Regions from separate parts of the Hordeum vulgare genome. Here region 1 is linked to region 2. The links are chromatin contacts, called in public Hi-C maps. All regions are on one chromosome and are shown on one strand. The core of a region is the stretch at or near the end of the contact, and the rest is flanking DNA. Distances in the headings are between cores, read along the strand shown. Region 1 holds the start of LOC123404063 (phytosulfokine receptor 1-like). Region 2 has its middle 120 kb from the start of LOC123404010.

Region 1 (6,590 bases), core at 1,805-4,304, 270 kb after region 2:
TTTGTAGATTTCAAGATGTCACTGATAGTCAATGCCTTGTCATCATCTTCGTTCTGAAACAGAAGTACCAGTGATGCTGGTGCCAACTCGAATGCTACATTTGTATCTACAACAGCCTTGACTATATGATCCTGCCTTCTGAAGCTTCTCTTCAATGCAAGTACAACAGCAACAGACAAAACCATCACTGCTCCAATTGCAAGGCCAATAACTATTCCTAATATGAGACCTTTATTCTTCCGATTTCCTGTTGCAGACATGATGGGAGCATGATTCGAATGACATAGGGGTAAGCCAAAGCGGGTGCCACAGAGGTTGGGGTTCCCCTCATAATCAGAACCTGTGAATGTTGAGAATTGCCCTCTTAACGGAACTACGCCCATTAGATTATTGTATGCCACACTGAAGCTTGATAGAAAATTCAGCTTTGTCAATGAATAGGGAATGCTTCCGGTAAGATTGTTATGTGACAAATCCAAAGATTCCAAGCTAGACATGCCTGATAGCTCATCAGGAATGATACCAGAAATGTTGTTGTTACTGAGGTCCAAGGTATACAGGTTCTTGAGACTTCCAAAGCCCGGCAATATGACACCTATGAGCTTGTTATGGCTGAGAACTAGAGACGGTGGGAAGCTGCTAACCTGATTGTACTGCAACCCTTTGCCTGTTTTATTCCTTTTAATGAAGAATGGAAAATAATCAGTCTCTGTGGATTGCTGTGAGCTGTTGCATGTAAGAAGGCCCTTCATACTCGAGAAACTGTTTGGTATTACCCCTGTAAGTGAATTGTTAGAAAGATCCACATAGAATAGAAACTTGAGATCACCAATCCATGCAGGAATATCCCCAGACAGTTGATTCCATGACAAATCTAGGACCTTCAATTCTCTGAAATTAGCTAGCCATGGTGGTATTGCTCCAGAAAGATGGCTATTAGCAATCACAAACACTTGGATCTTATGAAAGCCATATATTCCAGTCATCGGCAAGGCCTTCCCATCATGGAAGTTTTTTGTCAACACAAGGCTTGTTAGGCTTGGACAGTCCTGAAGGACAGATAATGCCGAGGAAATATTTGTGAAGCTGTTGTTCGAAAGTGAGATGTAGGACAAAAACTGAAGCTTTCTGAAATCGGCTGGTATTTCGCCACTGAGGTTGTTTGTGCCAAGATTTAGGCTTCTGAGGTGATGGCAATCTGACAAGCTATCAATTGTGCCAATGAACCTATTTGTCCCAAGGTCAAGTGAGCACAGTTGTCTCATCTCCAAGCAATTGAGGTTGATCCTTCCATTCAGTGAATTGTTTCGCAAGTACATCATCTTCAGTGATGGCAACTGGGACAATGAAGCAGGCAATGGGCCTCTGAAGAGGTTGGACTGTGCAGAGAAGTACTCTAACTTGCCAAGCCTACCAAAAACATCTGGAAGTTGTCCAGAGAAGGAATTAAAAGAAATGTCCAGCTGAGCAAGGCTGGACAGATTGCCAAACCTCGGGCTCATCCTACCAGTGAGCTGATTCTCCTGCAGAGACAAATTCTTCAGAAATTGCAACTTGAATAGGTTGTCTGGCAAGCTCCCGGAGATGCTGTTGAGCTCGGCATATAGCTCCTCGAGCTTTGTGCAGTTTCCGAAGCCTGCCGGCAGTTCCCCGGCAAAGAGATTCGAAGTGAATCTTATCACACGGATCACTCGAGATGACTCACAGATGCTTGAATCAATTCTCCCGGTGAACATATTGTACCCTGCGTCGAACACCGTAAGCTGAGCTGAACCATGGAGTGTGGGATGGGTGCCGCTGAATGAGTTGAAGGATATGTTGAACACATCAATCACTGGGAGTGACACGTTGGCCGGGAATGTGCCGGAAAGCTCGTTGTTGCTTACGTCGAGCCGCTGCAGCCTATGGAGCTGAACGAGGGGTGCCGGGATGGCACCACGGAGGTTGTTATTGGAGAGGTTGAGCCACTGGAGATGGTCCAGCTGTGCAAGCGAAAGTGCCAGCTCGCCCTTGAGGTTCCTGCCATGGAGGTCCAGCCTGATGACCCGGCCGCGAGCGTCGCATGTGACACCCGCCCATGCACAGCAGTTAGCCACTTCGGATGTCGTGTTTGAGAGCATCCAGCTGCTGATGCCTCCGGTGAGACCTCTCAGGAAGCCTTCCAGTGCACCATAATCATCTGGGTTGCAGGAGCTTTGGTTGAGGGAGTAGACCGGGGACAGGAAGAGAAGCTGCGTGGACAAGCACCATAGGATGAAACAGGTTGGCCATGTGGTAGTGCGTTTCATCAAGAAATGCCCCATTGATGCAAGAAGAGCTATGCTGATGCTCTTGAATGGGGAAGAGAGGTTCTTGTTTGCTGTGTTCAGGAGCTATGTGATATCTAAGCCATTTGGGGCGTAAAGCTGGTTTCCCAAGCAACAATGGTGGCGGCAGGCGGCAGTGAAGGATGAGGGAGGGAGGCGAGGTGTGAGACGGTAGGACATCAGAGTAGGGTGGTGCGTGCTCCGGTTTTGACCTTTGATTGTGCAGGCACTCGGCAGTGGGAGTCCCGAATTTTCTTGAGGAAATTGATTGTCTCTGTCAACTTGCTAGAGAAATCCATGGTCGGAAATCTTTTGACTTGCGTTCAAAGTTGGCCTAACCGTCCTTTTCATTCTCGCTTTCCTTTTCCTTTTGGCTGTTTTCGGGATATGAATCTAATAACTAGCGTGAAAGCGGACTGGTGAAGGATACGGCCTGCATACAAAATGGATATTGCTAGATATTCGAAGAACTAGATTGATTATGCTTCTCTATGTGTGGCTATTTCGCACGGGTGTAACCGATTGCTGTTGAAGGCACTTCTACGAGCTCAAGGGAGCAGTCTCTTAGAGAATATACAGGCAATCAATCTTGCAGATATTAGCACTGTCGATTTTTTTATAACAAATACAGTAATATTTTTTACATATAATGGGCCCTGTCATGGACGTAATACCAAAATCATGATTAATTAGGAATGCTTTCCATAAGATATTTATATGTTCGAAGATAGCTAGTTGCTATACTTGTCAGGCTTGTACTCCCTTCGTTTCTAAATATATGTCTTTTTAGATGTTTCACTAGGAACTACATACCGATGTATATGAACATGTTTTAGAGTGTAGATTCATTTATTTTGCTCCGTATGCAGATCTTTAATGAAATATCGAAAAATAATTATATTTAGGAGGGAGTATATCCAAAAACTGAAGGATGGCTGGTTGTGGCAGGTTGGCAGGAGAGTCAACGGCCAGCGGCAAGCTGTGCATGTGCAGCCGCCCCTTTCGGCCGGGCCGGCCATGGCCCTGCCGTGCCCTCCCGTGAACATATGGCACGGCTCCAAAAGCTAGGCGCTTATTATACGGTACAAAGGGCTGGGGAGAATTCTACTCGTACTCTGCATTTTGGTCTATTATAAATTAGGCTCGAGTTGATGGCTGATAAAATCTGTGGATGAAGCACTGCGCTCTGTTGTTGGTGAGAGCTGGGTCTGGGTCATCGGTTTAATGTTATCTGGCTCGGTGTCTACCCTAAGAAAATACAGACGTACGAGACCATATGCAGTTTAATTTTGGAACTCGGCGAGTCGTTTGGAGGATTTAATGGAGCCTATCATCATTCCTTTAAGCGTTATGGAACTTTAAGACGTACGTGTTGTCGTCTCGTATTTCACCGGCCTGCCATCATATATTAGTATTATGCATATGATACTATATCTGTATGTTAGTATTATGGAATTATTTATTTGTTGTCATGCATAACGCACGGTAGCATATCATTTAAGATGATATGATATCATGATATGATACTCAACCTTTTCTTTTTTCATTTAGTTCTATGTCATTTTATTAAAATTACCTAATTGATATGCATCATACTACCTGTTCCTCAGTGACATGGTAATTGACTTCATATCATATAGGAACATACATCTAATCGTGGTAAAATAACAGACTGAGCTAGGTATGGTGCAAGTTGCCACCGGTGCGCATTTCGTCTATGGCCACTCGGACAGGGGCGGCCAATTACCTGGCGGGAATGCTACGCCACTTGCACGCCCACTACCCGTAACTTTTGTCTTTTCCTTTGCCTTCTTTTCCACGAATTGCCGGACCTGTGCGGTTGAGTAGAGTCTTGGAAAGGTTTAAATTTGGAGTTGATTTCCCTGAGAGAGATGATGGCGTGCGTGTGCAAGAACACTAATGAGTAATGACCGACCGCTCTAGGACTAGGAGGGCAGAAAGCCCTTTTCATCTTTGGTTTAGTGTCATCGTTAAATCACATGTACTCCACTACAAGTCACAGACTGCCCGTGCCACTAGTGCACAAGACTAGATAGAATGCGCAGCATCTCAATCGTCTTCATGTGCACAAGACTAGATAGAATGCGCAGCATTTCAATCGTCTTCATGTGCACAAGACAAGATCGTATCCGGCCGTCGTGAACCGATAATTTGGGTAATATTATTTTTTGCTTTAGTGCGTATCTCTCCTTTCTAGTAGTATTTCGCAGAGACTTTAACGAAGAACATATCCGCGCGATTAATCAACAATCATGGCACGGTTAGCCCCAGACTTATAAGTAATCCAAGTCGCGGAACCGGATTCTGGTGGCTAATGGTGCGCCTTATCTCCCTACACAACCCACTAGCTAGCTAACAACAAAACAACCAGTGGTGGAGCGATGGATTCCTTTGGGATGGAGATATTGCTATTTTTCCCGGCGGTCAGTGGGCACTAGGATGAAGATGCCCGTCGCCCCTTTCCTCCAGTCCAATGAGCTCGCGGTCCGGCACCTGACATGGGTCACCGGAGCAGAGAGCACGCAGCCACTAGCGGGTGATCGATGAGCAGAGAACACTGGTCGTGCACCGAGTAGACTCACCGGGAGGCGGCAGCGTGACATCGGCATGTACCACTACCGCTATCATCATACCACCACCAACGACCGCGCGATCGACCGACACCGTGCCAGTGCGACGAGACACCACCACTTCTCCGACGATTTTGTGGGCGGTGGGCCGGCGAGGTGGCGTCGTCGGTCGACCGCTTTATTTCACTGTCATGACCTAACCAAACCATCCATCCGAGCGGCCCATCCAAGGGAGCTAGCGTAGAAAGGGTTGCGTCTTCGGCTGACACGGCCGGTCGATGGGATCAGGCTACGACCGCCGATGTCTTGCTTGCCGCTTGCCGGCCTCCCGAGCCGTGCCCACTCTTGATTTCACCGTTGCGTAAGGCCAATTCCAACACGCGCTCCAAAGAGACGTCCATTTTAAGTGGATTTTATCCAATTATAAGTTAGGCAAACGAACGCCGTCCGGTCTTGTTTACGAATGAGAAAAAGTTTATTTTAAACCTTAAACTTGTATAGCTTAGCTAAATCAAATCTTTAACTTCGAATCCCCATCGTTGGCACCTTGAACTTATAAATTCCAGTATAAATCGAACCTTGAAGCTGTTTGATGCACCGGGAAAGCGACCATCATGGGATTACATCTTCGAGGTCGCTCCTTTGATGGGTTAGTCAAGGTTTATTTTTTATGAATATGAAAAAATGTGCATGTTATTAAAAAATGTTTGCAAATGAGATATAAATTTTCAAAAATTAACAAATATTCTTAATGCTGGAAATACTTCAGGAGTTTGAAAAAAATGTTTGTGAATTCAAAAATGTTCACAAATCTGGAAACAAATTCGGAAATAAAAAATGTTCTCAAATGTTAAAAAGATTCAACAGTTTGGAAAAATGTCTGCAAATTGGAAAAGGTTTCTTGAATTTGAAAAACTTTCATGAATTCCAAAAATGTTTTGAATTTAAAAATTGTTCCTGGATTTAAAAAATAGATCACGAACTCAAATGAAAAAAATGTTTATGAACTCGAAAAGTGCGTTCACAAATTTATAAAGTGTTCATGAATTGGAAAAAAATGGTCATGAGTTTGAAAATATTTTGTGAAGTTGAACACATACCCACAAACTCGTAACACGTTCATGAAGTCAAATTTTTTTGTGAATTTGAATTATTTTTCATGATTTTTTTTGAAACATTCACAAGTTTGAAAGTTGTTCATGAATTCTAAAAAATACGAAGTTGAAAAATGTACAACATATATTTAAGATAATTGACCTTGTATTGTAAAATGTTCAATGTATATTGTAAGTGTACATCAAAGTTGATACATAATGTTTAAAAATAAATCTGATAATAAAATAGGGAAAATGAAAAATAAAAAAGAAAGAAGGAAAAAATATGTAAACACAAAAATGTCTATGGAAATTGTATATTAAAGAAAACAAAAAGGATATAAAATGGTAAAAGAAATTACGGATACAAAAAATTAAAAGAGAAGAAAAAGAGTTGTTGGGCACGAGTATGAAAAAAAAAGAATTACCGAAACTAACAGTTCCTGTGCAAGTCGGCATGAATACAAAAAAATAGTTACCGGGCGGCCCGCGCAAGACTAGAAGTAGAAATTATCCCATTTTGAGATATTTGATTTTTTATGTAAAAGACAGCTGCGGGGTTCAATTTGGACCTTGATTGATAAGTTCAGGCTGTCAAC
Region 2 (6,873 bases), core at 1,952-4,451:
CTGTATTATGTTGAATTAATCCTCAGGTTCATGAATCCCTGTGCTTTAATAAGGGTGTTCAGTATTATTATGTTGGGCAAATATAGTACAGATGTTGGGCCTTGCCGGAAGAGTTTTATCCCAAAACGAATTATCAAGTGGGTCCCCATAACAACCTCAGGCATTTTAGGAGTGCTCAATATGGAACATAACACTGATAGTCGGAAACTAAGGCGACAAAGGTGGAACAAGTCATCAAGCAAAAGGCCAAACCTTCCACCTTTTACCAAGTATATAGATGCATTAAATTAAATAGCAAGAATATTGTGATATTTAAAAGATATCCACGTTATCACATTGAATAACCTGCACCTGCAACTAGAAACTCTATAAGAGGGGCTGAACAAGTGTAACTTAGCCAAGCAATGGTTTGCTGGGAGGTGGATGGTTAGAGGCTTATCATGGCATTTCTGGGAGGCTTGACAAACAAGTGGTAGGAAGTGATACATAGAGATAGAAACAAGACAACTAGCATGGCAATGATAGTTGTGGTATTCACGGAAATGATCATCTTGCCTGAGATCCCGCTTGGAAGAAGAACGAATTCTTGAAGTAGACGAACCAACATAGTCGAACGAATCCTCACACTCTAAAATGCTTTTGGAACTCTATCGAGAAGAAGAAATCCATAAACAAACAAATGACATGGTAAACACCGCAACATATTCATTACATGATGCATAATCAAGTATGATGCATGTACGGTTTAAATACGCAAGACATTACAAAGCAAAACAATTAACTTCTACACATTAAGTAAAGTTCAATATGTAACGAGTTGCATATTGATGAAACTCCACGCTCGAATCATTTAGTTCACTCTCATTTAGTTACACGACAAGTTTAAATGTCGTTAAACATGGAAAGAGATGAAGCATAAATAAACTATTTATGTAGGCATTTTAAATGAGGTTGGAAACAACATATAGTATTTTTAAAACAACCTCATATGTAAATTTTGAAATTGGTACAGGTCTGTCCTAAAACATGTTTTATATTTATTAAATGGGTGAACAAAATGCACCAAGTGATTCTACTCGTCATTCTAGGAGATTTACATATATGAGCTATGGCCTAAAAGATATGACCAACACAAGATAAGTATGTCATGAATGCACAATGCGTACAAACAACAATCAGAAACATGTTAATCCTAGATGCGACAAGATATTATGAAACTACATGGAATTCTAGGCAAGTTTCATGTACGACATGTTCAAAACGGAGCAACGGTTCAACAATTGCAAACAACTCAAGTTTTAGTTATAATCTGTCCAAAACAACAACATAGCAACTTGGAATCATGAAAACAACAAGCTACATGAACTTAAAATGCACAAACAAGACATGGGTAGTACTATGTTATATGCACTTCATTTCATCAATAGAAATCATTGTGAAAAGAGTCATGGACTAATTGCTAGGATGCTCACAACATGTCTAGAAAATATAAGAGATTAGGACTTAGTGAAAATCACAGATTTTGAAAAATATATTTAAAATGAAGGCATATTCATGGAAAAGTTTAAATATGCTATAGAACTTTTCATGGAATGTAAATGTACAACATGGTAGTTGACATAATGGTCATTTCATTCAACATGAGCATGGTCAAAATCTGCACAGAAACATGGCTAGCATCAACACAAAAGGCTATCCAAATCAAACGGATTCTCACACTTGGTGAAAATAACAGGATGCAAGTGTAGTAGTTCTTCACATGTGGGCATTTTTTACGACAATAATAACTACCATTCAAAGGCAGCTAATGACACAACATGATAGTCCAACATGCTTTACAAAATACTTCAAGTGGGCAACAACAAAGGGGCTATAGATCAATGGCCATTAAGAAGACAAAACAACAAGTTGCATAACAATTTTCAGACTAAGAAATATTTTAAAATCTCAAAATAGCAACATTGTGTAAGCATGTTCATGTTATGAAAACTAACTAAACATGAATTTCATGGCATGGCAAACATACTAGCAAATAGTCACGACATACTATAAATTACCCAATTGGCACTAGTCCAAAGGATGCATTGTTTGCTTAGTATGATTTTTGCAAATGGTACTTTTCATTAACAAAAAAGAATATTTAACATATACCTACTTAAGTGTAACAAATGGACATGATGTAGATTTTTTACATCAAAACCAATGGCATGGCATGATAGAGAACATCACAAATAACAAATTACATGAACGAGCCACATGCATAGGAGTTACATTTATTTAGTTATGAAATAAACCGTTTTAATAGGCCATTAATGCAAATTGCGTGAAAACAGTATTTTTTAAAAATTAACCCATGTGAAAGTTTGATATTGTGAATTTACACGAAATTCTGAACATTTTACATATATAAAACGATTTCATCCGATGCACGGTTAATTAATTATTAGCATTTTAAAATGATGTTCTTTTAAAATCTGCAATGTCTTGATAATTAGATAAATCGCAGACGAAGAAAAAATACACGGGGCAAATCTGGGCGAAACTGGGCTAACAGGGAATGGCGCAAGATACTAAATATGGCCCGTGGCACGGGTTAACACACGCTAGGGCTAAGGTTCTCACCGTACTCAGCTGGGCTGAAGTTGGCTTGGCACAAGAGGAGGCTGGGCCAGCACGTGGCACTGGTGAAGGATGGGCTTGGAGGCGGCCCATGCGGTAGGCGTGGCACGCCAACTGCGGGTGCAGCTAGGGCTCACGACGGTTGTTGGCCCGGCCTAATGCGAGGTCAACGCAAGCGGGAACGAGGGCATCGTCCTCCTCCAACGAACCAGAGGAGGCGCCCGCGCTGATGAACTCCTACGGGCGGCGCGACGACATAGAGGAGGGCACGAGGTGCAGTGAGGTCGGGAACAGACAGAACGTGCCGCATGGCAACCGTACCCGGTGGTGGCGCGATGAACGGTGGCGGCCAGAGCTTGGGCGGCGACATCCATGGCGGGTTCCTGTAGAACGGGAGGGAGAGAGAGAGAGAGAAATTAGTGAGAGGAAGAGAGACCAGAGTAAGGGACCGGCCTGGTCGAGGTCGTCAGCCTCGTGGTCAAGGAGGTCCTCCAGCAAGCTCGAGCGAGCTTCCAACGCGAGAGCAGCCGGGTCGGGCCGTCGGGGAGGCTCACGGGCACGAGCACGGGTGGGTTTCGTGACGTCGGTGGATGGGCTTCGTGGGCCCGAATCGGGCCTGACGGGACGCGACGGGTGAGGGAGTTGGAGGGCGTAGGTGGTGGGTGCGGAGCAGACCTGGCCAAACGGGCCGGCCCGGCCCGGCCCACCATAATCGTGCCAAGCACAGCATGGCACGCGTGGGTCCGATTATTAGCTGGGCCGTGCCGTGCCGGCTCACCGGCGCAGCCTCCCGGCCCACGCACGACACGGAGGCTATACGGGCCGGCCCGTAGGCACGCCAGGCCCGTTAGTCTGTTAGTTTTTTTAGGCTATTATTTGGACTGATTTTGGCATGTTAGGCTATTTTGGGCCTATTTTAATATAGGTTAATTCTTTTATCCTATATATATAAATGAGTAAAAAAAATAAACGGGTCGTGCCGTGGCGGCCCGCGTGCCCAGCCCTCAGGCCCAGGCACGGCCCGAGGCGTGTCGCGTGCCTGACACGACCCGTTTAAATCGTGCCGGGCCGGGCCCTGTCGTGCCGTCGTGGCGGGCTGGCGGGCCGGCCTGTTTAGCCCGGCCCGTTTGACCAGGTTTGGTGCGGAGTAGTGGTGGGAATGATGAGGCACGGATTGTGGGGCCCACAGGTCTAGGGTTTCCACAATAGGCAGGATAGTGGGTCTATTTATAAAAAGGAGGGCTAAGTTGGAGGTTTTAGTCTGCTTTGAGACCTTACGATTTCGATCGGACGGCTCCGGTCAGGAGGTAGACTAGGTGGGTTGTGGTACGATGTGGAGAGGTGTTGGACTGAGATGAGAGAGAAGTGTGTGGTCCCTCATAGGTTTTAGAAATACCGAAAGTGTCCGTGGTTTTACCAGCTATAGTGGCGTTATAGGGTTATTCGTTCGGGTATCAAACGACCCTCGAATGCGGCAAAATTTGATAGGTGATCTACCTACAATATAATAAGAGTGCACGCCAAATTTCAACCCATTTGAAAAATATTTTATACCCACTTTAAAGACAATATTTTCAATGATGCCACGGGCGCGTGCGAGTGTGTTTGGCCTCGAAACGGTCAACGAGAAGAACGAAAAAACTGGCAACTACGAATGGATGCAAGTTTTAGAAAATAAAGGCAACAGAGTGCCGATGAAATGCGAATGATGCGAGGATGACTGCGACAAACAAATAAATCACACGACGAAGCCCAAAATAAATGGAAGGCATGTGGAGCGTTGGCCTCGGGCTGTTACAAGTGTCGTGTTAAAATTTGGAATCGTCCAATGTTTGTTTGGACGTTTTTATGCATTCATTGAGTTTTCTAGGCATTTAGTGTGGATATTTAAAGTTTTAACTATGTGTAGAAGCTCGAGTGCATCAAAATGGATTAAAAATCACATATGTGTTCCCTCGTTGCATGTTTAGTTCCAATGAATTCCAAACACCCCGGCGTCGTGGATCGGCCGTAAACATTGAAAATGTTGATTTTTAAATTCCTATAAATCCGAAACTCATCTGAAATTCATGAAACTTGGCATGGTGCCATGAACTGGCACCAACATGCTGTGGCAAATGCTTTCTTCAAATTGGGAAAAGTTTTGGCATAACCTTCTTACAAACTAGAGCTTCTCACTAGAAGCCGCGTGGTTCTGATAGGGAACATGTCACATTTGTACACAGAGCGGCATTCATTGCATCTTCTCACATTGAATTTTTTTGGGAGGCGACATGTATTACTAGTAGTGTCATGTTAAAATCTTGAATTATCGAGGGTTCGTAAGGACGTTTTTAAACATTAAGTGAGTTTTCTAGGCATTTAGTGTGTATATTTCAAATTTTAACTATACGCACGTGCTTAAGTGCATTAAAATTGGTTGAAAAATAATATATGTGTCCTGGGTGCATGTTTAGTTTACAAGCAAGTGGGAATGAATTTCGAACAACTTGGCGTTGTGGATGGATTGCAAACATTGAGAAGCTTGGTTTTTAAACCTATAAATCCAAAACTCATGCGAAATTCATAAAGCTTGGTATGATGTCATGAAATGGCACCAACATGTTGTGGTTACTATTTTTTCCAATATGGGAAAGGTTTTGACATAAGTTTCTCACAAACTAGAACTTCTCACATGAAGCCTCGTGGTTCCTATAGGGAGCGTGTCGGGGATATACCCCGTGGTATAACTTGGCTAGAAGCATGACCCGACCGGGACTTAGCAATTCACTGATGACCCGACCGAGCTTGGCAACTCACTGGTGACCCGGTAGGCGGGTGAGATGAATGACAAGATTTAAGGCCCAAGGTCCGGCGTGCACCCCGACATATGTTGGGTGCAAATTGTTTGTTTATTTGTGTGCAACCGCTGAAGACGGTTGTGGTTGATATTCGTATTGGTTCGATAAACCTTGTTTTCATAACCAAGGAAAATACTTACCCACATTGTGCTACGATAACCCGTTCCTCTTCATGAAAAACCCAACGTAAATCACAAGTATCAGCCAACATGTCCAAGTCGTCGACGCCATAGCTAGCCTTCTGAAGCTTTTGCAAGTAGACATGTGGCCAGTTGTGGACCAGTAGAGAAATCAACAATATACAAGTCTACTCCCCTAAAGCCCTCGAAGACTTTGTATTTGTCAGATTCCATGACGACTATGCAACGATATTTGCCAAAGATGGCAACATATCAAGATCACAACGCATTAAAACCGACATGAGGATAAATTTGAGGGATTCGACACGCATGACTTTGTCCATGTGTCGTTCCTTTTAGATTGCAACCTTACCTAGACCCTATACCTTGTTTTTTTTCCTTTGTCAACGTAGGTGATATGCTTCAAATGAGATGGAGCTAATGGAATGTCCATCAATAGGTTCTTGTCACAAGTCATGTGATTAGTGCATCCAATATCGAGGACCCACTTAGGTGCTTTAGGTGGTTCATCCTGCAAATGAATTAGTTCAACTTATGAACTCATATATTTCAGAGTGAAGAATATGACATCAAATTCATCAAACTTGAATTTTATCAAACAATGTAGTAAGTAAAGTAGTATGAAGGCATGAGAAATGAATATTGATTTCATCATGATTATCTCGCGTCCTTTCAAGCCTTTCCTCAAGTCTCCAACAAATTCTTTAGACGTTTAAGTTTTTCTAGAGACCTTTCCTGCACAAGAGATTAGTTCATTTTCTTCACCACCCATAACTGGAGGGGTGGTACAGAGTTCATCATTATACAAGCACCAAATCAAAATTTAGGCATTGAAGCTAAGCACTTCGTTTCGCAGTAGGGGGGGTTAGAGTAATGAAATGCATATGCAAATAAATTCTTAGTGGATTTATGAACAAAATGGTTTGAAGAATAATGCACATATTCACGACCATCAGATATTCCCTATAAAACAGAAGCATTAGGACGAGAAAGAGTAGAATTTTGACCATATAAGGAATTTGGTCCATGTGATGGCATTGGTCCATTTGAGGAATTTGGTCTCGGCTTCCTTGTTTTCATGGGTGGTTTCATGAGGACATTCAACTCAAGACATTCCATGCAACTCTTGGGAACACAGATTTTCCTCATATGAGGTCCATTCATGCAGTTAGTTCCAACATATCTAGCAAATACTTCACCATTTGATTTTTGAACAGTTTATAGTTGGAGTAAAATGACTCATGATAGGAATAAGAAGATTCAGAAGTAAAACC

The links. A called contact is a pair of places that touch in the nucleus more often than the background predicts.
Region 1: a Hi-C map of leaf shows a contact between it and region 2, with 6 times the contacts expected there. The contact joins the promoter of LOC123404063 here to the enhancer-like site in region 2. A contact is called at or near these places in 3 of 6 Hi-C or Micro-C datasets (leaf and seedling).

The regions. Positions count from the first base shown.
Region 1 is chr6H:380,775,949-380,782,538 of MorexV3_pseudomolecules_assembly, forward strand. It overlaps LOC123404063 (phytosulfokine receptor 1-like), which reads right to left and starts at 3,055. Exons shown (of 1, transcript XM_045097988.1): 1 at 1-3,055. The coding sequence starts at 2,303. It overlaps LOC123404064 (a long non-coding RNA gene), which reads left to right. Exons shown (of 2, transcript XR_006611619.1): 2 at 3,255-3,764.
Region 2 is chr6H:380,509,755-380,516,627 of MorexV3_pseudomolecules_assembly, forward strand. No RefSeq gene overlaps it. Among protein-coding and RNA genes, the nearest start is that of LOC123404010, 120 kb to the right of the region's middle. Within about 2 kb of position 3,202, at least 3 of the 3 cell types and tissues checked have open chromatin away from gene starts, as enhancers often do. A contact at or near this core is called in leaf and seedling, where this site is marked.